4 separate regions of the Mus musculus genome follow, and all the other regions are linked to region 1. Evidence: chromatin contacts called from public Hi-C and HiCAR-type data. All regions are on one chromosome and are shown on one strand. The core of a region is the stretch at or near the end of the contact, and the rest is flanking DNA. Distances in the headings are between cores, read along the strand shown. Region 1 overlaps Jazf1 (JAZF zinc finger 1). Region 2 overlaps Hibadh (3-hydroxyisobutyrate dehydrogenase). Region 3 holds the start of Hibadh (3-hydroxyisobutyrate dehydrogenase). Region 4 has its middle 15 kb from the start of Tax1bp1.

The links. Hi-C and Micro-C count contacts between places; a contact is called where the count stands out from the background. HiCAR-type assays count read pairs that join an accessible place to other places.
Region 2: a Hi-C map of uterus shows a contact between it and region 1, with 2.4 times the contacts expected there. The contact joins two enhancer-like sites. A contact is called at or near these places in 1 of 15 datasets of contacts at CTCF or cohesin (pro-B cells), 26 of 484 Hi-C or Micro-C datasets (the 3T3-L1 cell line, the AML12 cell line, the HPC-7 cell line and 18 more), 2 of 115 datasets of contacts at active chromatin or transcription factors (astrocytes and embryonic stem cells) and 1 of 9 other capture datasets (embryonic stem cells).
Region 3: a HiCAR-type map of fibro-adipogenic progenitors shows a contact between it and region 1, with 4 times the contacts expected there. The contact joins the promoter of Hibadh here to the enhancer-like site in region 1. A contact is called at or near these places in 11 of 39 promoter capture datasets (the 3T3-L1 cell line, 3T3-L1-derived adipocytes, the C10 cell line and 7 more), 2 of 15 datasets of contacts at CTCF or cohesin (CD8 T cells and large pre-B cells), 18 of 484 Hi-C or Micro-C datasets (3T3-L1-derived adipocytes, the AML12 cell line, the AtT-20 cell line and 13 more), 11 of 115 datasets of contacts at active chromatin or transcription factors (the 230-238 cell line, DN3 thymocytes, astrocytes and 7 more) and 5 of 9 other capture datasets (adipose tissue, embryonic stem cells, liver and 2 more).
Region 4: a Hi-C map of rod photoreceptor shows a contact between it and region 1, with 3 times the contacts expected there. The contact joins two enhancer-like sites. A contact is called at or near these places in 2 of 484 Hi-C or Micro-C datasets (CD4 T cells and rod photoreceptor), 3 of 115 datasets of contacts at active chromatin or transcription factors (embryonic stem cells and pancreatic cancer cells) and 2 of 9 other capture datasets (bone marrow-derived macrophages and embryonic stem cells).

What each region holds. Positions count from the first base shown.
Region 1 is chr6:52,835,922-52,841,632 of GRCm38.p6, reverse strand. The region is part of intron 2 of Jazf1 (JAZF zinc finger 1); the gene reads left to right. Among named protein-coding and RNA genes, the nearest start is that of Gm52903, 28 kb to the left of the region's middle. Within about 2 kb of position 2,727, at least 51 of the 459 cell types and tissues checked have an H3K27ac peak or open chromatin away from gene starts, as enhancers often do. A contact at or near this core is called in the AtT-20 cell line, adipose tissue, bone marrow-derived macrophages and 6 more, where this site is marked.
Region 2 is chr6:52,607,857-52,613,567 of GRCm38.p6, reverse strand. All of the region lies in intron 4 of Hibadh (3-hydroxyisobutyrate dehydrogenase), which reads left to right. Among named protein-coding and RNA genes, the nearest start is that of Hibadh, 30 kb to the left of the region's middle. Within about 2 kb of position 3,422, at least 29 of the 459 cell types and tissues checked have an H3K27ac peak or open chromatin away from gene starts, as enhancers often do. A contact at or near this core is called in uterus, where this site is marked.
Region 3 is chr6:52,637,116-52,642,826 of GRCm38.p6, reverse strand. It overlaps Hibadh (3-hydroxyisobutyrate dehydrogenase), which reads left to right and starts at 2,527. Exons shown (of 8, transcript NM_145567.1): 1 at 2,527-2,666. The coding sequence starts at 2,579. LOC115490472 (a small nucleolar RNA gene) reads left to right here and starts at 3,472; the gene lies at 3,472-3,593.
Region 4 is chr6:52,696,158-52,701,868 of GRCm38.p6, reverse strand. No RefSeq gene overlaps it. Among named protein-coding and RNA genes, the nearest start is that of Tax1bp1, 15 kb to the left of the region's middle. Within about 2 kb of position 3,493, at least 62 of the 459 cell types and tissues checked have an H3K27ac peak or open chromatin away from gene starts, as enhancers often do. A contact at or near this core is called in bone marrow-derived macrophages and rod photoreceptor, where this site is marked.

The DNA of each region.
Region 1 (5,711 bases), core at 1,478-3,977:
GCTCTTAATGGCATCCATTTTTTAAAAGTACCTTTGGATGACAGCGAATTGAAAGAATGATAACTGCCTTCTTGCCTGCTTCAGCTACAGCCTGTTATGGCTGTCTAAATACTCATCTGAAAGCACCCCCTTGCTGCCCTCCTGAAGGAAAGTAGTCTGGGCAAATGAACGTGTGCTGGGAGCAAATTGTTTTCTCCTAAACTTCGGGGAGAGGCTAAAACTGTTTCTACGTTCTCGTTATAAAGAGAAAATGTCTTTGGCATTCCTGAAATACTTGCCTGACAGACAAGGTCTGAAGTTGGCTGCAGAGTGGGCAGAGTGTGGCCCGAGCGTGGCCCAAGGCCTATCCTGCCATAACAGGGCCTTTCTGAAGAGGTGAGGATGGCGGTCAGCCCCACCTCTGTCCACCCCACCCAGCAAAAAAGCGGGCAAAAATAGTTTCCTGTGCCCATTCGTAACTTGCAAGTGAATTTTGGACACCACTTCTCCTCAGAATGATCCATTTCTTCGTGCTCCTTCCACTGACCGGGAGCTAGCCCATCCTGCCAAACACGTTGCCTTCCATGCCTTCCTTGGTCTCCCAGAGCTCACAACTGCTGCAGCGTTTTCCACTGTATAAACCTAGCCACTAAATCATGTCACTGTGGTATTAATTTCCTTCCCTAGGCTGAGGATATGCAAATACGCTAGGCTTAATCCTCATCACCTGTCCCCTGGCTGGGGCTGCCAGCAAGCAATGAGGGGGCAGCAGGCAGCAAGCAGAAGTGGAGGAAGGACCATAAATGTGGCGGCGCCAAGCCTGGGTTGGGCTGCCCTTCTTCAGCAGACCACATCTGCTGGAAAACCGCCATTCCTTCCTGGCTGCCTCAGCCTCCCAGTGGGAGATAAGCCGAGCTGGGGACCAGTCTGGCAGCCAGATTCCAGCCTGGACGAATGGTGTGTGGCTGACTTGGGATGTTTGGGATGGGTATGCTGAGCTACACCGCAGCAGCAGCTGCCCTCTTCTAACCCGGGCTGTTGACAGGTCCTGCTGAGAGCCCTTGTTCCTGAATTTAACAAATCTGGAAGCTCAACATTTTCATTTTGAGTTTTTATTTGGAAGTGTCATTTTATTGGAACCAAAATCTCTGGTCCGTTCCCCTGAGGACATACTGATCTTGTCTGAAGCACTGAATATCCTCTGGGTGAAGGTGCTGCCAGGCCCCAGGCTCCCAGCAAAACTGCAACCTTGCCCTCAGACCCCTGCCTCCTTGGTATCCTTGTAGTCTCTCAAGAAAGCCTGTTAAATGACCACAGCACCATGAAAGGATAGTTTAACACAGACATTTCTTCAGTTTCATTGTGGACTGCCTGGGTAAGAGTTCCTGTGTGTGAGATGTCTATCCACCTCTGTGAGTTGGCTAAAGCATGGGTCTCGTTATGATTCAAGAGGTTTATAAATGACCCTACACTGTATAACTTCACTACAAGGGAATATATGGGATAATGTTCCACATTGCAAGTGAATGCTTTCAGCTCATTGATGGAGTGCTTTCTTTGTGCCTGAGGCCCAAAGTTCAGTCCCCAGTACTGGAAGGAAAAAAATTAATGCTCTTAACTGTTAAGAAAACTAATTCAGTACCTTTTAATACTTATGCTGACTTAAAACTATTTGAAAGACAAGTCTCCTGAGAGACTCTCAGACTAGCTGTGGGGGCACGCAGCTGTAACCCCAGAAGTCTGGAGGGCCTTTAGCTCAACACCACCTGGGCTATAGCTATAGCAAGACTTGGTAGAAGAAAATGAACAAAAAGGTTATTTATTGATTGTTTGCTGATAGTCAAGCAGACTCCAAGGCTCACAGTGTGGCCTGGGGAGTGCCTCTCCATCAGAGCCACGGCCTTCCTTTGTTTTCTTGTCACTTTCTTGACATTTGCTCGTTTTTATCTCTTTTGATTTATGTGCATGCATATCGGTGAGTGTTGCGGCAGATGCGTGCAGAAGAAGGCTTTAGACCCCCTGGAGCTGGAGTTGCAGGCAGTTGTGAGCTGCCAGACACGGGTGCTGAACTCAGGTCCTCCTCCAGAGCTGTGGGTTCTCTTAACCCCAGAGATGTCTCTCCACCTCCCCACCGCCACAATTTTATCTTTACAAGTAGCTTTCTTTCAGCAATGTTTTATATCAACCCCATCTAAAATGTTTTAAAATCAATATAAAATGCCCTTTAAAAATCCATGCTAAGTTCCTTAAAACACTTGAGAGAGCCCCTGCATTTTCCTAAGTTGCCACTTCATGAGAATGAGACGTTGGCTGAGCAAGTCTCAGCTGTGCCCACACAGTTGACTTCTATTTTCTTCTTCTCCCTAACTAGCCTTCCTAAGCCCAGGCACCGTATAGTCTCTGAGGGATCAGTCAGAGCCTGTATTCTTCCAGACCTTAAGAACTGTTAGGACATCGACAATAAAAAACAAGTCAGTCCCCTAAAGCTCTGCCATGTCCTTTGAAGACAGAAATTTACATCCCGAACAAGCCAGCAAAGGAGGGTTTTCCTAAGGCTTTTTTTTGGGGGGGGGGAATAACCAGTGCCAGCCTGCCCTTAGGAAACATCCTTCCAGTGAGCTCTGCCTCTGGGCTCTAATAATCGTGATATCCCTCGCTTCCACTTCTGCTGATGAAAAGCCACGCTGGCAAGAGGCTGACAGGCTTGCGGCCTGCAGAGGGCGCTAGAATACCATATTTTCTGAGACAATCCTTCTAAAAATCAGAAACTGGGAAACTACAGAAGGGGGAAGGGCAAAGCCTGAGGCTTCTTAATGCTTCCAACAGTCAGACCGACTGCTTGCAGTCTGGTAAACAGGCTAGGAATTGTGGGCAAGGCCTTTCCCTGCGTTTTGCACCAAGTGTGAGATCAGATGACTCTGTCCGGACTCATTACTTTCATAGCCTAGAGCTAGTTCACACAGCAGCAGGAGTCCACCAAAAAGGCATTTAATTAATGAAATTGAAACTGGTACTTATAACTGCTGATTAGTAGTACTCAGGGTTTTTTTTTTTTAAGTATTTCAAGTAATTTATAAAGCACTTACATAAATAGAAAGCTTTAAATGCTGATATTCCATAAAAAGTAAATAAAAATATTTTTATGCATTAAGACTTAATTAAGTGTCATGATTTCATGTCACAGATTTAAAACAGGGCAGGTGAGACCTGCCAACATTACTACAGCTGCGTTTTACATGCGGAAAGTAATTAAAATGGTCGTTTATGTCTTTTTCCACTTACGGGTATTTAGAGTGCTTGGTATTACACCATGTATTTTCCCAGCAATCATATCGTGGCAGTGTATCTTAGCAGCCGATACGTTTGTTGTTGGTGGAAAGGTGAGGGGAACATTGGTCAGATGAGAAAGCTGTCCTGCACCACTGAGAATGACAAGGACTTCTTCCTGCGAGAGGCCCTTGTTTCTGTTCACATTGGCCTCTTTTTTCCGTATGAACAAAACTTAATTAATTTTCACAAGAACAGTTTTTCCTTCTATTGTCAGGAAGAAAAACAGCAGAAGGCAGAAACTTGCCTGCCCGGTCACGTGACCCCTGAGTATGTAGACCTCACCCTGTGTGAATGAGTCCTGTTTGAAGCTGGTCTGTTTCTCTTGTTTAGCTAGGAATGTGCTAACCTTAAATGGAAGGAAGACCCACCCTCAGGAAGTTGAGTGGCAGTTAGCAGTGGGAATAATGTCCTGAGTTCACACATCAGAGCTGAACTGCAATTCTCTGGATAGAACGGAAACAGATCTATCACTGTGTACTTATTTACTGCTGTTATTTATGTTAACAATCATAGTAGAATTATTACTTGATGAAGTTTTAACGATGTACATAATTTTGTGCCCCAAGAGGCATCAGCCACCACGAGAGGCTGAAGTCTCAAGATCAAGCCGAGGTCCCAGCACTTTAAAACATCCTGAGTGTAATGTACAGCAAGTGCTAGGTGAGTCCAGGGCACTTGTCATTCCTCCAGCACGGCTTAACGTCTTTTCAAGCATTCAGTCACACCTGTGAGTTGTCCCGTTGCTTGGATTGTGTGAGCAGCAGTTGAGGATTCCGAGGTCACACAGTTACATAGAGTGGGTAGGACAGCCTTCATAGTCGCTTAGCAATCACCTATTAGGAACAAGGAGTGAATTTTCCTCTCTGCCTCTCCTTAATAGCATTGTAACAACGGGGCCTATCTCTAGTGTTTCTGTTTGAACTAGTCAACTAGTGATTATTTACAAGCAACACAGATACAACTGGACCGCCAGCCGGCCACCTTCCTTTTCCAGCTGTAACCTCCTCGTACCTGTGCCCTGAGCTTGCGGTCCAGCCTGTGAGCAGGGCGACGCGTTGTCAGACAGTGAAGACAGCGTGGGCCACTCGTGTTCATGGGATGATTGACAGGCTTACTTTTTCACTTAATTTTGGAGAAATTAAGTCATTGTTCATTTTTAAACTCCTCACCAATTGGAGAATGAGCGAACTTACATTTTTTTTTAATCCCTCACTGAGGTTAGCTCCATAAAATGTCCAGCTTTCATTCCCATCCCTAACTCCCAGATCCAAAATATGCCCCCATGTTCAAACATTGTAATTCTGCAAAATATAATTTTCAAGCCTGCACCAACGAGGTGGTCTCCCCCCCCCCCACCTTGGTTAGCATTTAAAATTGCTTGCCTGTGTTTCAGTGCCACTTCCTTCACTTATGGAGCAGCTGTCCTGGAGTCAGCTCTGTAGCTTCAGAAATCCCAGCTCTGTGTGCCTGAGAAAGAGGAGTCTGAGGCAGAGGGCTGGCCAAAGGACCTTCCGGGGGCAGAGAGCTGGCCAGAGGACTTTATGGGGGCCATGTTTAGACTGTTCGCACTAATGAAACCTGAACCAGGCTCAAGCACTCCTTCCCAGCAGTCTCTGCCATTCCTCACAGTTCACAGCACATCAGTGCAAACCACCAGATGCCACGGTCAATCCCACTGGCTGTATTCTGCCCCTGAAGTTATCGCCATTCTGCTTCGAGGTTCTACTCCTTAGCTATTTTTTTAAAACTACAGCGAACAGGTAATCTATAGTCAATTCATACAGAAAAATGGGAATTTGCATTGTTGGCAAAAATCGCCACAGCTCTTCTCAATGGAATAGCCAGGCAGCTGCTGGCAAGTCTGTCCTCAGATCCCACCGCTCTGGGCAGCAGCACATGCTCAGTGTTACTTGGCGAGTCAGTAACACAGTGTGCATGTGCTGTAGCATATGGGCCGCGCCATTCCTCCTCTGCGTACGCTGCTGACAGCCCTCCTGTGCTGACGATACTGTAGAGATGCCGGCCACATGACCTCTGCCCTTCAGAAGTGAAGTACTGTTAACATGTATAGGAAAACAGAAGTGACTGAGTGCTGAATTCTGTGGCTGTCTTGGGTTGGAATTGGTGCTCACACACGGAGGGAAGTGTTGCTAGTGTGCAGATAAAAATATTACTTGATCCAGAAAGTAAAGAATCACTAGGATTTTTTATTATTTAACTAAACGTGAAGAAGAAACCCTAGCCTTAGTTCAGATGCATTTGCCAATATTGCAGTAGCAAATCATAGCTAGATCTCCATGAGAAGCATTTGGTGACTGTTCCTCACGCGCCCCAGAGCTCACTGGAAGGTGTCCCACTCATTGTAGCCACTCAAGAACCTTGCATGTGCCTGGAGGTGGTAG
Region 2 (5,711 bases), core at 2,173-4,672, 230 kb after region 1:
ATACTTTGGCATGATTGAATTTTCTGGATTCTTTTAAAAAAGCTTCCAAACCATACATGTCCTTTCCAGATCTCATGTTCTTTGGGGGTTTCTGAGCTTTAATTCTCTTTTCCCTCATTTTAGGGTATATATATATATAAATATATACATATGTATATGTATATGTATATGTTATATATATAATGTGTGTGTATCAAGTCTTTTTTTTAAAACAAAACAAATTCTTTGATTAAATACTGCATATATATACATTCACGTTCATCCATTCCCGTCCTTGTGCTTTTCAGGCACTGGGAAGGGAGGAAGAGGAAGTAAACACTGAGCTGATAGATAGCACCCAGCTTAAGAGATAGAACCTCATTATTTATTACCCTCAAAGTTCTTGTTTTAAAAATACATCTTTTTAATTAATACTTGTCCATAATTATGGGAGCAGTGTGACATTTCAGTGTTAGTGTTACAGTTCTCATCAGATCCACGTAACTGCAGTGCCTGTCACCTAAGACACTGATGTTTGTCCGCACTCCTCCATCTTCACTCTGACTAGATAACCAGCGTCCTGAACTTTACATCTTATTCTCCTGCTTTTCTTTAGAGTTGAGTTCATATATTCTTAACCTCCAAATGGTAGTTTTACGGTTTTTCATGATTTGGAACATTCTAGAAATGGAATCATCATTCTGTAACTGGCATGTTGCTTTCTGCTCTGTTCCTGAGTTGTCATGTGTGTTGTTAGAAGAGGCATTAGTCTGTCCAGTTCTTTGTGAGAATCAGAAAGAGCTGTCTTCTCAGTACTGAAACACTCCTAGGTAAGCCTGCGGAGTCTGGGTTGTCTTTGAAATAAGAGATTGCTATAAAATCCAGGCTGGCCTAAAACTTGGTAACTTCCTGCCTCTGTCACTGTGGCTGGAATTACTATAGTGGTGGCACATGCTGTACCACCACACTCAGTTCCAGAGGTACTTAAAAAAAAAAGCCACTCTTGTTTGGACAAATGTCACCCTACAACAGGGTTTATGGTCTGTCAAACAATGTGGATTGAATGTCAGCCTCTACTTATCCCTTTGGTTAAGTGAGCACATATAATACATGAATGTTTTGCTGTTACATACTTATTACTCGTAGTTCATTAATTTTAACTGCTATGTGATGGTCTATATAAATAACCATACTCCAGCCTTTCTACTATGATGAACGTTTGGATTACTTCCAGGGCTTTAAAAAATTATACAGTTTTTTATACATCACGGGAGCCTGCCCTTTCAGTCTGTCTAGTATAATACTGGAACATTGTTAGTGTCCAATAAATGTTTAAAATTTTAGGCTGAATTCAAGTGGAAAAACAACTATGAAAAACAGACAGGATAGTGGTGGTCCCCCCTTTATCAAGTGAAAATAATACACAGAGATGTTAAGTAACTTATTTCAAGCTTGTACCTGTTTGGTAGGAAAGCTGAATATGAGTGTGATATTTACTTCACAGTTATTATAACACAGCTGTGTTTAGAAACTTTCTCAGTGTCCTTAATTTGTTGCAAGTAGAAATAAAAGTTGTTAAATCAAGAATGCTCTTTAGAGTGTGAACTCATTTCTCGGCTAAAATAGCAAATAACTGATGTGGTGCGCTGTTACAGTAATGACATTGAATGACTGATCTTTAGTATCTCTCCTGTTTCCACTCCTGAAATGGATTGGCCTTAACCGTATGGCATGCTTTGTACAGTGATTCATTAAATGTTTTAGACAAGGAGATTTGGAAGCACTTTGAACACTAAAATGTGCCTCTTTCTATGTGGGATTCTTCCATCAACACAGCAGCCTGATCCAGCTTGTATAGGCACACAAAGAATGGGTGAGTGTGGGTCTGCCATCTTGACCATCCTGCCCTAGTCGGCGTGCCAGATGACTGCAACCTCACTGGTCACCATGGACCTGACCAGCAATGCACTGTCCAATAGGCTCAGTGCAAATTGCTTATCTATACAATTGTGAGAAAGTAAAAGTCATGGCATTTGAGTACATGATAGACCCAGTTGAGTCAGGTAACCAAGATACTTGTCCAGGATTTGTTAGCAAGCTGGAGAAAGTGATTCTGTATAGAAATCTGTTTGATTGTAGTAAATAGTTCTTTAACCTTGTCTCTATATTTCTGATCACTAATGAGTATGTTACTTGGCAAGTTGTTATGAAATACCCACATTTGCTCAGATCTGATGAAGTAGTTGGTAAATGTCAATAGAGGTTACTATGCTTTTTCATGAGTGTTGTGGTTAAGTAGTGTGTCCAGCTTTTAAGTGTCTCTTCTGCTCCTAGAATGGACATTTATTATTAGAAGGAACCTTATGAATTACTGTAGTCTGACTCTATTATTTTATAGATGGAAAAATGAGGTTCAAAACCACTAAATGACTTGCCTGGGGCTTTCTGGGTGGTTAGCAAACCTGGGAACAGGATTCCCGTCTCTAGGTCAGGTTGGCTTTTCTTTTATCTGCCAGAGCTCCTTCCTTTTAGTGGTATCTGGGTGTCTTCTCTTTGTCCAGAACCTTGTCCTTGTCATGGCAGTCTCTTTCTGATAGCTTTTTTTCTGACAATTTGTCTTCCCCACAGCTAGTTCTGTCTGCTACTTACTCTCTGGTAGGTACTGTCACATCTTGAGAACCTAAAGGGAACTGCCTTGTCTTCTAACCCCTAGAGGCCAGCTTCTAACCTGAGCCGGGCTTTCCATTTCTTCTGCAGTCACTTAGGAGAAATTGGTTGAGAAAACATTATTGTGTAATTTGAAGAACTGAAAGTTCTGACCCATCCTACTAATTAGTTGGAGAGTGACCTGTGTTCTCAGAGAGCATGAAGTGGAAACTTAAGAGTTCTTTGGAAAGTCAGTTGTGTTGGAAGGTGTTTTGCTGGGGCAAACATGTGAAGGAGCATTTTCCTGAAATGGACACAGGTGGAGGACTAAGGCAGACTTGTGAAGGAACATTTCGCTGAAGCAGACACAGGTAAAAGGAGATGCTGCTAAAGCAAACACATGAAAGGACACATGATGAAGGGGGCCTTTGCTAACAACACGCATGTATTGGTCCGCCTTACACTGTGTAGTTGAGCATTTGTTGAGATTCCATAGAGAGAAACACACCAAAAAACTTCTGGTAGTGTGCTGTAGTTCATTGCCACTTCCGTGGACTTGGGCGGATTGGCAGATGGATGTCAGTTGAGACAGACACATGTACTGAGGCAAGACATGTGATGTTTGAAGGGTATAAATGTAGGACTTCACAGTCATTGATGGAGGCTGAGTTTGGCTTGTATAGAGCTAGCAGTGCAACACTTGTGGGTCTGGTGTCTTTGCTGAGTCTTCGCTTCCCTGAGAGAACTCTTGGCATTCCTCCTGGTCCCTCCTGCTCACCCGAGCTGAGGCTGAGGCTTGGCTGTCTCTGCTAGGTAGTGGCACTGCTGCTGATTCATGTTGGCTAGCTCGACCCTATCTGTGAAGAGTTTGTGAGTGGATCAAGCTGCCTCTGCTAACCTGTGAACTGAACTGCTGCTTTCCAGACAACACATATCCTTTCTTTCCCACTACCTCTGCTGGGTGGTGGGCTAGAAGGGAGCTTAAAGTGTTTAAGAGCCATCATTAAAAATAGGTTTTGAAAAAATTAAAGTTGCAACAGAATGAGTGGGTTGGAACCGGTTTGGGGAGCTTTTCCTGTTTGAGATTACTAGCTAGCTCCTGGTGCTTACTCAAGCCTGCAGAGGAAGAAGTAAGTGCTTGATATGACCGGGACGTGACCCATTCCCAGACATAAACCCTTGGGGGTTGGACAGGATTGGGCCTGAAAGCTGAAGGACAGAAAAGATTGTTTATTTTGCAGCAGTTGAGCTATGTCCACTTCTTTCTTTTGTGCATAGCATAGCATCTATTCCATTACTAGGACTACTGTATTACATTTATGTGCTTGTTTCTTCTCTTAGACTTGGACGTGTGTAGGCCTTATTTAGAAAAATAAAAAAAATTTATATCTCCAGTATATATTCTTTTATTTATTTATTTATTTATTTATTTATTTTCGAGACAGGGTTTCTTTGTGTACCCCTGGCTGTCCTTGAACACACTCAGTAGACCAGACTGGCCTCGAACTCAGAAATCTGCCTGCCTCTGCCTCCCGAGTGCTGGGACTAAAGGCGTGCACCATCACGCCCGGCTTTCCAGTATATATTCTTAGTGGACATTTAATAAAAACTTAATGAAGAATCAATCAGTTCTTTCTTTCTTTTCTTCATGCTTTACCAAGCTACCTGCTGATTCATATATATATGATGCTGGGAATCAAACATATGACTTTCTCTACCATTGAGCCCACATCCTATCCCTTTTCAAGATGGTGGTGGGCCTCTTGCCTAACGTTCACAAGGCCTGGGATTACAATAAGTAAGTAAAATAAAAATATTTAAAGATTAATGTTGAACATTTTGGGTTTTCCTGCAGTCATTCCTCATTCTTAAACTGTAGTATTCAGAATAGTGTAAAGAGGAATACTTTCATGAAGTTTAGAATGTAGGAAAACATGTAATAATTTGTATAGTTGCAAAGTGTACGCTAATGTAGCAGCATTCCCAGGAGCTGTGCAGAACAGGATCTCCTCTGCAGCACTTTCCACACTAGCCAGTTGCCATGAAGAGGCACGTCTCCCTGAGCTGTTGGCTGTTCCTGTTCTGATTTTTCCTTCATATGCTGGTATGCATATTTATAGAGAAACCAACACTGCATTTAACTTACACAGCTGATTCTATGTTACCTGAAAGAGTGTTGAGTTTGGAAATGGAAAATGTATGTTAAAGATAAGTTCTGAAATCCTCAGATGATTTCTGTAATATCCCATGTGAAATACTGGAATTTAGGTTTAAATTTAACAGTTCTTTAGCAAGTATTTTTAGATTTTTTAAAAAACATTTTATTTACCTTGGTGTTCTGCCTCCATGGATGTCTGTGTGACGGTGTCAGATCCCCTGGCACTGGAATTACAGACAGTTACGAGCTGTCATGTTGATTTGAACCTGGGTCCTTTGAAAGAACAGTCAGTACTTTTAACCATTGAACCATCGCCTCAGCCCCCAAGAAGTATTTTTTAAACAAAGAACGAAAGTTGGTCTGTTCACACCATTCTCTTACCACTGTTATCCCTGTTAGTAAATTGTCTTAAGGAAGGACAAATCTCAGTACCAGGGGCTGGAAAGCCGGCTCAGGAGGTAAAACATTTGCTACAAAGGCACAAAGGTCAGAATTTGAATTTCCAGAACCCACATAGAGTTTAGGTGCAGTAGCACATGTGTATAATCCCAGAACACCTAAAGCAAGATGGGATGTGGAGACTGGAGAATCCCTGGAAACTCATGGGCTGGCCAGCCCCGGGCCCTGTCTCAGACAAGGTGATGCTGTCCTCCTGGCTTTTGTAGGCATGCTGTTGAATACAAGCACTCATACACGCACAGACACACACACAGACACACACACACACACACACACACACACACACACTGAAAAGAAAGTGGAGAGTGAGTGAAGGTCTAAGACCTCTAATGTCAACTCTGGCCCACTCCACACACGCAATAACTCATGAAATTTACACTTCTTATCTGCATGCACACAAAAAGGAAAGGTTACATTTCCTTCAACAAAATAGCTTACAATTCAAAGTACTGTGTTTATATAATTTTAT
Region 3 (5,711 bases), core at 1,278-3,777, 200 kb after region 1:
CAACTCCCCGCAAGTCTAACCATAGACAGTAAACTGCCTTTCAAATATAATACAACCTTCAAGTCGTAAGGATTTTAACAAAGTCGCAGTACTTAGGAAAAGCCACCTTTGAAAATCCTTTGTGAAGCAAGTCAGCGCTTCTGGAAGGAGACAATAGTCTGCAGGATATGGGAATAAATTAAAACTATGACTTAGCCCTTTGTGACACTGAAACAAATAGAATCAAACTTTCAATATTGGATGAGTTCCATAGCCAGAGTGAAACCAAAGCAAACTAAACCAAACCACACATAAGAGGTGCTTCCCTTGCTCTCCCACAGTCCCTTATTCTTTCTACTCCTAGGGGGATGGTGTTCACAAGAGTCGGCCTTTTGTAAGAAATAACTCATTTTCAAGAAAAGAGCCCCATAAACAACCCAGAGAAACAAAAACAGTAGCTCACAATAAAAATGACAAAAGCAATCTGATTGGGCGTAAAATCTCAGGAGGACTGGGATATTAACTCAAGGAGCCGCGGAGATGAATTGATGTGTTGTCTCGTGTCGTAAACAGCTCTGCTGTGGGGGTCGGCAGAGCTGGGAAGCAGACTGCACTTCAGCAGTTAAATATAGAAACCTGTAGGGACACATTTATTGCTTGCAGAAAATCCATTCCAGTAAAACCTAAAGAAACCAGAATAGAGAGACATGAAATACTTCAGAAACCAATTAGCCCTATTAGGGATGGAAGCACCAAATCGAAGACTATCCAGTAGCTACGATGTTATTTGTTTGTTTATACTTGTTTTGTTTACTTTCTCTTTACATCTGACTTTCTTTTCTGTTTTTAGGGTGGGGCAGAGGACTGTTTAGAAGGGAATTGGTTTCCTATAGCTCCAGATGGGTCCTTGAACTCCCGTATGGGTTCCTGGGAACATTAATACCATGCCAGAACTCCTGAGCCTGCAAAAAAAAAAAAAAAAAAAAATTGACAATCTTAGTTTTCCTTTTATCAGCCCTGTGGGTGACTAGGAAGAGGCACTTTGCTTTTTAAAGGTCAAACTTGAATCCCTTGATTTTGCTTTTTAGGATGACTGCAGCACAAGGAAAATGAATTAAAACAAGACGAACACAGGTGTTTTTTGTCATTTTGTTTTGTTTTGCTTTTTTTTTTTTTTTTGAGGATGGAAGGTAGGCATCTTGGTTTTCTTATTGCTTGCCCTCCCCCTACCCCCCAAGCCCCATTCTTGCCTCTTGGCCTACTTTTCTTCAAAGGTTACAAGTCTTGTTTTAGTGTACTGAAGATAAAAATTCTCCAGTGGAAATTGAATACTTTGCGATTATCCTCAAGGAACAGATATTCAAATATGTATACTGTCTTACTTAGGGTTTCATTGCTGTGAAAAGACACTATAACCATGGCCACTCTTATAAAAACAAAACCATTTAATTGGGGCTGGCTTACAGTTGCAGTGACCTAGTCTATTGTCATCATGGTGGGGCACATAGCAGCATCCAGGCAGACGTGGCGCTAGAGTTGGTGCTGAGAGTTCTAGGTCTTGATCTGAAAGCAGCAGAAGGGGACTGTGTGCCACACTAGCTGTCGTTTGAGCATATGTAAGACCTCAAAGCTGGTCTCCACAGTGATGCCTTTCCTCCAACAAGGCCACACCTTCTCCAATAAAGTCACACCTCCTATGTGCCAAGCACTCAAACATATGAGTCTATGGGGGCCATGCTTATTTAAGCCACCAAATATACCAAATAGTCAAATAAGGAAAGATCAGCAAAATATCTGTTTTTATAATATACATATATACTACTTCCTGGGTTTAAATGTACCATTAGATTTTGGGTTCAAAAGATGCAGGTTGTAGAAAATTTTAAACATTGACGCATTTCTTGGAACTCAGTAAGTTCCTAGAAATTCTACTCTTCAAAGAGAACAGTGCTATTAAATTACTTCCCTACTACTTTTCAAATACGACTGGAAAAACCATTGAGTTGTATATCACATAGATTTCAGTTATTACACACATGGTAGATTCTGTGATTGTGTTTCAACAGACGCTGAAAATATATATGTTAACCCTGGGAGGTCCATGTATTTATTACTGAAGTTAAAAATGAGTCCCTATACTAGGAAACACAACATTTCTGCTCTTTCCTTTAATACTGCAGTAGCTGCGGTTCTTGTCTGGGAGGAAGAAAAACAATTAGCAGCCCAGTGAAGAGGCAGTTGCTCAGTGCAGGTGCTCGGAGGAGGCGGTAGTGAGCGACAGCCACCGCCTCCCACACACCCCTCAGCTTTTGGGTAAACAAGAATTCTCTCACCCAAAGGTTGTAAATTCAGCAGGAGCCGGAGGCAAGGCAGGGCGTCTATGGATTTCGGGATCCTGATTGGACTGTTCCCGACTCCGGCCACGCCTCTCAACACAGTGCTCCGCCCCGCGCTGGGCGGAGTCCAAGCCGAGCAAGGAGAGCGCGTGCGCGAGCTGTCCTTACGGAGGTGCGGGCCATCCCGGCTGCGCACACTCGTAGTTCACAGGCCGTGTGTGAGGCGGCGGAGGTCACGGCGCGGAGGCGGGGCGGGGGACAGCATGGCAGCCTCCTTGGGGTTCCGGGGAGCAGCCTCCGGCCTCTGGTACTGGAGCGGCCGGCGGCGGCCCGTGGGCAGCCTTGCAGCGGGTAAGGACCTCGCGCCCCATCTGCTCTTCTTCCTCTGGTCATCCGAGGAGGGCTTTTCGCCCGAAGGGCTGCGGTTGGTTTGAGGGTAAAAGCGACAATTGTGGTCGCCTCCTAGGCCTGGGCCCCCTTGTAACTGCCTCCTGAGCCGTCAGCCTTCCACTCCTGCCCTATGCCCGGCTCCAGATTGTTCAGCGTTTCCTCTGCGGGACCCAGGAACAGCTTGTGATGAAGGGAGGAATGTTTGGGTCCCTGGCGTGCGCTTTGGATTTGGGGCTCCTAGGACATTTGGAGGGCTCAGCTCCAGAGGTGACCCCACCGCACCCACCTCTGGGACCCCTGGCCTTCCAGCTCCCTGGCTTCACCCTAAGCGGGGGCTCCCTCAGACTTCAAGGCCTAATTTGTGTTTTAACTACTCTAGTCGGTGGCATGGCGGTATCCTAGAAATCCAGCAAAGTTTGTCACCCTTGACCAGCAAGCAGAGCGAACTCCATTATGAAATGGAGTTGTGCTGCCTCAAAGTGGTGGACTTTTGTCGAAATATTAACCACAATTCTTTGCCTCAAAGTTGTGTCTATAACCTAACCGACTACTATGCTGTGCTGCAAGTATGGAAAGTGACCAGGTTTTAAGCTTTTAGAGCGACATGAATATCTGAGAACTGCTTTTCACATGAGGATCTCCCAAGGCCTTAGAATGAGTAAATTGGGACTTCTCCAACAAGATCCAGGAAGTACCCCTTGTTTCTCCCTGACTCTTGGATTTTCTAGGACATCAAGACACCTCTTTAATTAAGAATTGGTTGAAATGGTCATTACCAAGGCTTTTAGAATGCAGTTTCTCATTTGCTGTGGACATGACCATAAAGAAAAATTCCCATGAGGGTTTTCATATGCTACTTGTCTAGCAGTTAACCTGTTGGGAACATGTGTTGAAAAAAAAAATTGGTTGATTTGTGGGAGATACCGAAGGATTTTTTTTTTTAAATGTAAAAGTTTATTTTAACAATGTGCTGGTTAGCACTATCATATACAGGACTAGCAAACAAAACACCGTTGCCTTTGCTTAGCATGCAGGAGGCTCTGGATTCAGGGTGCTTGTGTTCACTTGTTTTAATTTTTGTGTAAGAAATATGTTGGGAGTTGATTTCTGAGCAGCTCCCAGTCTTTGCCCTCAGGAAAAACTTATGAAATTTCTTTCTGCTTTGGAAGAGCATTTGTGTGCAATAGGTAGCAGATGACAGATAAGGAATTGTGATTAGCCAGATGCAAACACATGATTTTGGATATAATTTTTTTCTTTTTAAAAACACTTTGAAGGGAGCAGCAGTTTTCTTATCAGTGTACAACATTTTGAGATCTGATTAGTTCAGGATGATATATTTGCTGTTTAGTGTTTTTACAAGGTGACTAATGATAGTTTCTTGAACCATTCATGTACCTTTTAAGGGTTATGAAAGTTCTTACAATTCATGATAGGAGAGTCTGAGGCCAAAGCTTATAATCCTATGCTCTGACAGCAGGAAGGACCTGTCTCCCTGGTGCTGGGTAAACTGCCTTACCAAGCCATCTTGTGCTTGGGCTGCTCTGGCCCAAAGGCATGTGTCTATGAACAATTAATTTTAAGAAAAAGTTCTTTAGTGATGTCTTTGAAACACTCAAACAATCCCTTTTTACTTTGGAGTTATTTTAAATTAGTTATTTTAAACTAATATTAATGACAAATAGTAAACTAATTACAAAAAATGTTAATTTTTTTTGAGATTTAAATCTTTTCTAAAAATTGGGGAAAATACCTCATCTCCATGCAACTTTGAAGTGTAGGAAAATGTAGAAAAGGAACCATGTTCAATTACTAATACTTGATGTTCTGAATTCTGTGGAGGGATTTGCCTCCATATTATGTTTAAGCTATTTATAGAGAATAGTTGATAGTGTTATAAAGACCCATGTACTTTTTAAAAAATGAGACTTACAAGGTGTCAACTTATGGCAGCTGTAATACATTTAATGCATACCAGAAGAAACAGAGAAAATAATTTCTTTCCTGTTTCATAATTCATTTAATAAGCAAATTTTGTATTTTTTATAAATATTTTTTATTACGTATTTTCCTCAATTATATTTGTATTTTTTAAAAAAGATAATTGTACTTAGCTTTAGGTCTATTTTTTAAAGAGGACACACACACACACACACTTTCTTCAACTAACTTATTGGGACTCCTCAACATGTACATAGAAAAATTGTATCAGGACATTTTTAAAGACCACTTGACCAAAGGTGGGGTGGGAAATTGAATAGCACTGTATATAGAGTTGCAAATACTAAGTTTAAAAAACTACAGATGCCTTTTGTGTATGTGCTTGTATTTCTTGTATGTTTAGATTTAAGCTTTTTTTTCCTCACAGTTTTATCCATAATACAGCAATTTGTGATTATATTCACCCACATTCCCCTCTGTTCTACCTCCTCCTTTCCCTCTGAACCCCTTCTTGCCAGCCTGTTCCCCAGTCACACCATTCACAAAATGATAACCCTTCCAGCAACACCCATTAGCAGGCAGAAGCACTACAGGAAGGGTGGGTCCTCATGGGACCACCTCTGTGCATGATGGCCTGTTGAAGGGTCAGGTGACCACGATTGTAGCAGCTGGGTGGTGTCTGGATGGTCTTGTTCTGTGGCATTCCTCATCATCCTCTCACTCTTCAGCGCCCATGGTCCGCGATGTTCCCTGAGGCTAGGGGAGGAGAAGTGATAATGGTTTTGTAGAATGTACTCCACTTTTTTAAAAAAAAGATTTGAATCTCAAAAAAAGTTAACATTTTTGAGGTTAGTTTACTATTTGTCATTATTATTAATTTATATAAACACTGGCATTTAAAATAATTCCAAAGCAAACCTCAAGTCCAACTCTGAGGTTGTAACCTCAGAGTAATCAAGTATATAATGTTACTGTTTTCCATTTACATTAGCGTCACTTAGTTTGGGACATGCAGGTCTGAAAGTTACATGTGGCCTTGGGACTAAAGTTGACCTTGAACTTACA
Region 4 (5,711 bases), core at 2,244-4,743, 140 kb after region 1:
GAAGACCAAAGTGTGGATACTTCAATCCTTCTTAGAAGGGGGAACAAAATACCCATGAAAGGAGTTACAGACACAAAGTTCAGAGCAGAGACTGAAGGAATGACCATCCAGAAACTGCCCCACCTGGGGATCCATCCCATAAACAACCACCAAATCCAGATACTATTGCAGATGCCAAGAAAAGCTTGCTGACAGGAGCCTGATATAGCTGTTTCCTGAGAGGCTCTGCCAGTGCCTGACTAATAAAGAAGTGGATGCTCACAGTCATCCATTGGATGGAGCACAGGGTCCCCAATGAAGGAGCTAGAGAAAGTACCCAAGGAGCTGAAGGGGTTTACAGACCCCTAGGAGGAACAACAATATGAACTAACCAGTATCCCCAGAGCTCCCTGGGACTAAACCACCAAGCAAAGAAAACACATGGAGGGATTGTGGCTCTAGTTGCATATGTAGCAGAAGGCCTAGTCGGACATCAATGGGAGGAGAAGCCCTTGGTCCTGTGAAGGTTCTATGACCCAGTATAGGGGAATGCCAGGGCCAGGAAGCAGGAGTGGGTGGGCTGGTGAGCAGGGGTTGGGGGAGAGGATAGGGGATTTTCGGGTAAAACTAGGAAACGGAATAGCATTTGAAATGTAAATAAAGAAAATATCTAATAAAATGGACACAAAATATAACTATCAATAACATGTGCAATGGGCAAAAGGCTTTTTTTTAAAATGAGGAATGCCCTCAAATTAAGAAAAATACAAACAAATGGGAAATGGGTTAAAAATAGAAACATCCAATTCATAGAAGGAAGAGTGTGAAGGGCCACTAAGTGCCTAAGCAGCTGCTGAACTGCACTGACGCTCGGTGAGGTGAAGTATACATTGTAATTACCACGAAATGTTTTTCCAGTCTATGTACTTGTAATCCTAGTTTTCTAGAGGCAGAGGCAGGAGGATCACTAGTTTGATTCTGGTCTGGTCTATATAGTGAGTTCTAGGCCACCCAAAGCTATATTTCAAGACCTTGAATAAATAAACATATTTCCAGTTGATATAATCTTTCAAATGAATACACCAGGCAGAGATACTTATACTCAGTGAGATGGGATATAAAGTAATACATTTTTCAAAAGACAATTTAGAAATAGATATGATATCTAAGATGCACCATTTGATCGAAAAATTGCACTTTTAAGATTCTTGAGAATACTTTTATACATGCAGAAAATGATACCCAAGAGGTTGTATTGTTTTTAATATATAATAACATTTTAATAATAAAAAAATCAGATAAGCAAATGTTGTGCCATAAAAGAATGGTTATGGGCCTGGAAAGATGGCTTAGCAGTTAAGAGCACTTACTGCTCTTACAGAGGACCTGGGTTCAATCCTTAGCACCCACGTAGTGGCTCACAACCATTTATAACTCAAGTTATAGAAGATCTGACATATTCTTATGGCCTCCATGTACACCGGGCATGCGGTTCATATATATATATGTATGTGTGTGTGTGTGTGTGTGTATATATATATATATATATATATATATATATATATATATATATATGAAAAAAAACATTCATATATAATATAAATTTTAAAATGTTTAAAGAGAATGGCTGAATTGTAACATGCCCTCATTTTACAGCATGAGAAGAATAAATAAGCTGACAATTGTACTGCTGAGTGACTAAACAAAATCATGAAACAGTGCTCGTTAGAGAGGCCAATTTACGGAAGGTACGTGTTACCTGGATTGCTACCTAGGTTCTGGGGATAGTTTGGATAGTTTAAATATTTACTTAACCTTTGGAACTTCAGTTCCCCATAGCATATGAGAATGTTAACATTAGTGTCTATCTCAAAGGCTCATGTTCACATTAAATGCGTTGATGCATTTAATTATATTTTAAAATGTTATCTGGCACTTAGCTATTTTTGGTAAATGTTAACTACTACCATCATTATTGCTTTAGCATAAAATATATATATTACTTCCATATCTATTTATATCTGTCTACACACACACACACACACACACACACACACAAACACTCACACACTTTTGCTGGAGAGAGAGGCACACACAGTATCAATAGAGGCAGGAAGACTGAAAGTTTGAGGCCAGCCTGAGCTACATAATGAGACCCTGTCCAAAAAAGAAAAGCCAACATTTGCATATGAGTAGGTACATACATGTATGTGTATGCACGTGAGTATGGATGCCAGTGGGCAACCTTGGATGTAATTCCTCAGGAGCCACCCACCATGTTTACTGGGACAGGGTGTTTTGTCCTGGGGATCAATCACCCTTTACGCTATGATGGCTGGCCAGTGTGTCCCAGTCTCTGCCCTTTGGCACTAGGACGTCAAGCACATGCCACCATGTCTGCTTTTAGAGAGGTGCTGGAGATCAGACTCAGGTCCTCAGGTTTGTGTGGCAGGCACTTTACCAATAAAACTGTCTTCCAGTCCTCTCTATAAACTTAGCGTGTTGGCAGATGATCCTGGGCCTCAATGGGACACACAGCAGCATCAGTTGGGTCAGAAGAATCAGCTGTGTGGTCACTAGGGACAAAGTGACTAGTTCTTCATGAGCCATGCCTAGCAGTATGGTTTTCAAGCCATCCCCAAGGCTTGTGAGTTACCCACTTCCTGGTTTTTTTTTTTTTTTTTTTTTTTTTTTTTCCCTTAAGAGAGGGCTTTTCTGTGGATCCCTGACTGTCCAGGAACTTGCTCTACAGACTGGGCTGGCCTCATACTTAGAGATCCACATACCTCTGCCTCCCACCCAAATGTTGGGATTAAAGGTGTGTGTGCCCCCTGGCTAGCAACACTTACTGTCTTTTTAATAAAGATTTTCCCCTAATGATCTGGAGTTGATTGGTTTCCTTACTATATGTTGAGGACTTTGGCTACTAGGAGGATTTTTTGTAATAAAAACTCTCTCTAACCTCTCTAACCTTTTATTATGAACAATTTCAAACATGTAGAAAAGCAGAATAATAATTGTACAGTGAGTATCTGCATACTGTCACCCAGACTCAATAATTAGTAATTTTGTGTGTGTGTGTGTTCATCCGTTTTGTTTATTTGGTTGATTTAGTCTCAGTTTTCAGATGGAATTTTGGTATGGGGCTCAAGGAGGCTTAAACTCAGTTCTTCTCCCTCAGCATCCCTGGTGCAGGATCACAGAAGTCCACAGAGCACAGCTGGTAATGTTTCCGTACACTTGCTTTGTCTTTACAGATGCCTAAATATTTCTTCCTGGAAGTTGGAAGGGTGGCTGTCTGATTAGTGATTTGTTTTGTTTTGTCCTGATTGGAAACAAATGTAGTCTTTTACAAAACAGAATATATGAGATTTAGGCCTTCTTTTATGGCCCAGCTTCTACTCACAGGTCAGGAAGAAACAGAAACTAACAGCTGTTAGTTAGACTAACAGGATGTACTGGGCTTATTAGCGTGAGTAGAACAAGAGAGGTGACTCTAGGACACAGGCTGTGGGCTGCTCCAAATGCATATAATCTGCTCCTCTCACCTTCAGCCTGCTTAAGGGACAGACAGAGACAGAGGGATACAAGCGTTAATCACTTCCTTGGCTCAGAACCATGTTCCTGGGAACGCTGAGCAAAGCAGACACACACAGTTATCATCCATTGCTGTCAGAAGTTTGCACAAATATCTCAGCATGGTGATCAAGAACTGCCACAGCCTGGTTACAATCTAACTGTCCAGCTCTGGCCACTTCCTCTTAGAAAACCCCAGTAACGCAGTTTCTAGGATGTATTTCAAAATGCTTTTTCCCCCTGTGTCTGTGCTCAAATTCACCTTCATTCTGTAAAGCCTAAAATGGATGCCATATACCCAGGGAAATGTTTGCAAATGGCTTATTTTGCTCATCAAATCTTTATAGTACCATCTCGAGCTTTTCTCCAAATTAAGTAAATTCAAGAAGGTAAGAATATTATTTTAGTACCTTTCCACGGTGTTCATCAAACAATATGTAGTCCATTTTTGTGAGTTTAATTAAGATAAGCAATCTATAGTAGCTTTACGAGTAAATACCAGTAATTAAAAAGAATTGTAATGAAAAAGAAGTTCGAATGATCAAATTTTTTCTGAGGCAGGGATTCATTGTGTAATACAGCTGGCCTTGACCTCACGACCCTCCTGCTTTTGCCCCCACAGAAGTAGGATTACAGCCAGCACACCTAGCTCGGATGGGCAATTCTCTCTGCTTGCTCTTCCCCATATCTGATAACACATCTTTTGGGAAGCCTCCTGAGACCCTAACTTAGAATTCTCACATTGTAATTGTTTTCTTTTAGAGCATTAAGACCTTCTACATGCTGGATAAATGCTCTGCCACTAAGCTATGTCCCCAGCCCTCTTTCTCACTATTTTGAGACAGGGTCACACTAACTTGCCCAAGCAGGCCTTGAACTTGCTGTCCTCTTGCCTTAGCCTACAAAGTAGCTGGAATTTCAGGCCTTCACCATCAAACCCCATCCCCTATTACACTCTTTTGACACTATACACCTACTGTTTATTCATACTTTATAGTTTCATTAGTTTTCATGATTATTTTCTAATATCCTTTGCTATCAGTAGTTAATGTTGCTATGTGCTAAAAGATCACATTTTGTTTCATTCATCACCATGGCCTTACCATGTAATATAATTAATGAATAAGTGACTGACTATAGTGCCATCGTGGTGCCTAAAAGTCAAGAGTTTATGCAGAGAGACACTAATAACTATATAAGAAATCATCCTAGAAGAGAGACTAGAAATTTGGGTTATAAAATGATGCATATGCCACGCTCTGTGTGCCATTTTAAATAATAATCAAAAGACTGGAAAACTACTTGTGACTTAATCTAACAAAAAATTCATTAGCAAGTTTATTTTTTTATAAATCAATTCTTACATGTTCAAGCAGGCAGTGTTTTTAACATATGGTTTCCAGTTGCCATGGTGATGCAGGCCTATAATCCCAACACTTATTGGAAGTGGGGGGTGGGGTGAGAGAGGTCAGGGGCTTAAGGTTCTCCTCATCTATACTTTGAGTTCCAAGACAACCTGAGCTACAGGACACCCTGCCCCAAGAAACCAAAAGCTGGGACTGGAGAGATGGCTCAGTGGTTAAAAGCACTGACTGCTCTCCCAAAGGCCTCCCCTAAGTTCAATTCCCAGCAACCATATGGTGGCTCACAACCACATGGTGGCATGGAATCCCATGCCCACTTCTGGTGTGTCTGAAGACAGCAACAGTGTATTCATATACATAAAATAAATCTTTTTAAAAGAAGAAACCAAAAGCCAAATAACAACAATTTTCTATACACATGTGTATGTGAATATGCATTCTTAAAATACTCTCTCTCTCTCTCTCTCTCTCTCTCTCTCTCTCTCTCTCTCTCTCTCTCTCTCACACACAGAGAGAGAGGGGAGGGGTTGGATAGTGAGAGGGAAAGGGAGGAAGGCGTAGTGCTGGTGATGGCTTCATTAGAAGCTATTATTTTAATTTGCAAAAAAATTACCATCATAGCCTGAATCAATTATTGACACTATCTAATTTAGAGAAAGTAGAATGGAGAGATAGCAATTATCTAACTTTCATGATGAAAACATTTAATTGGCAACATAAAGCAAAACTCAGACTGTCAAAATAACTGTTATTAATATTAATCATATCTTCAAGATGATTTACAAAGTCTTC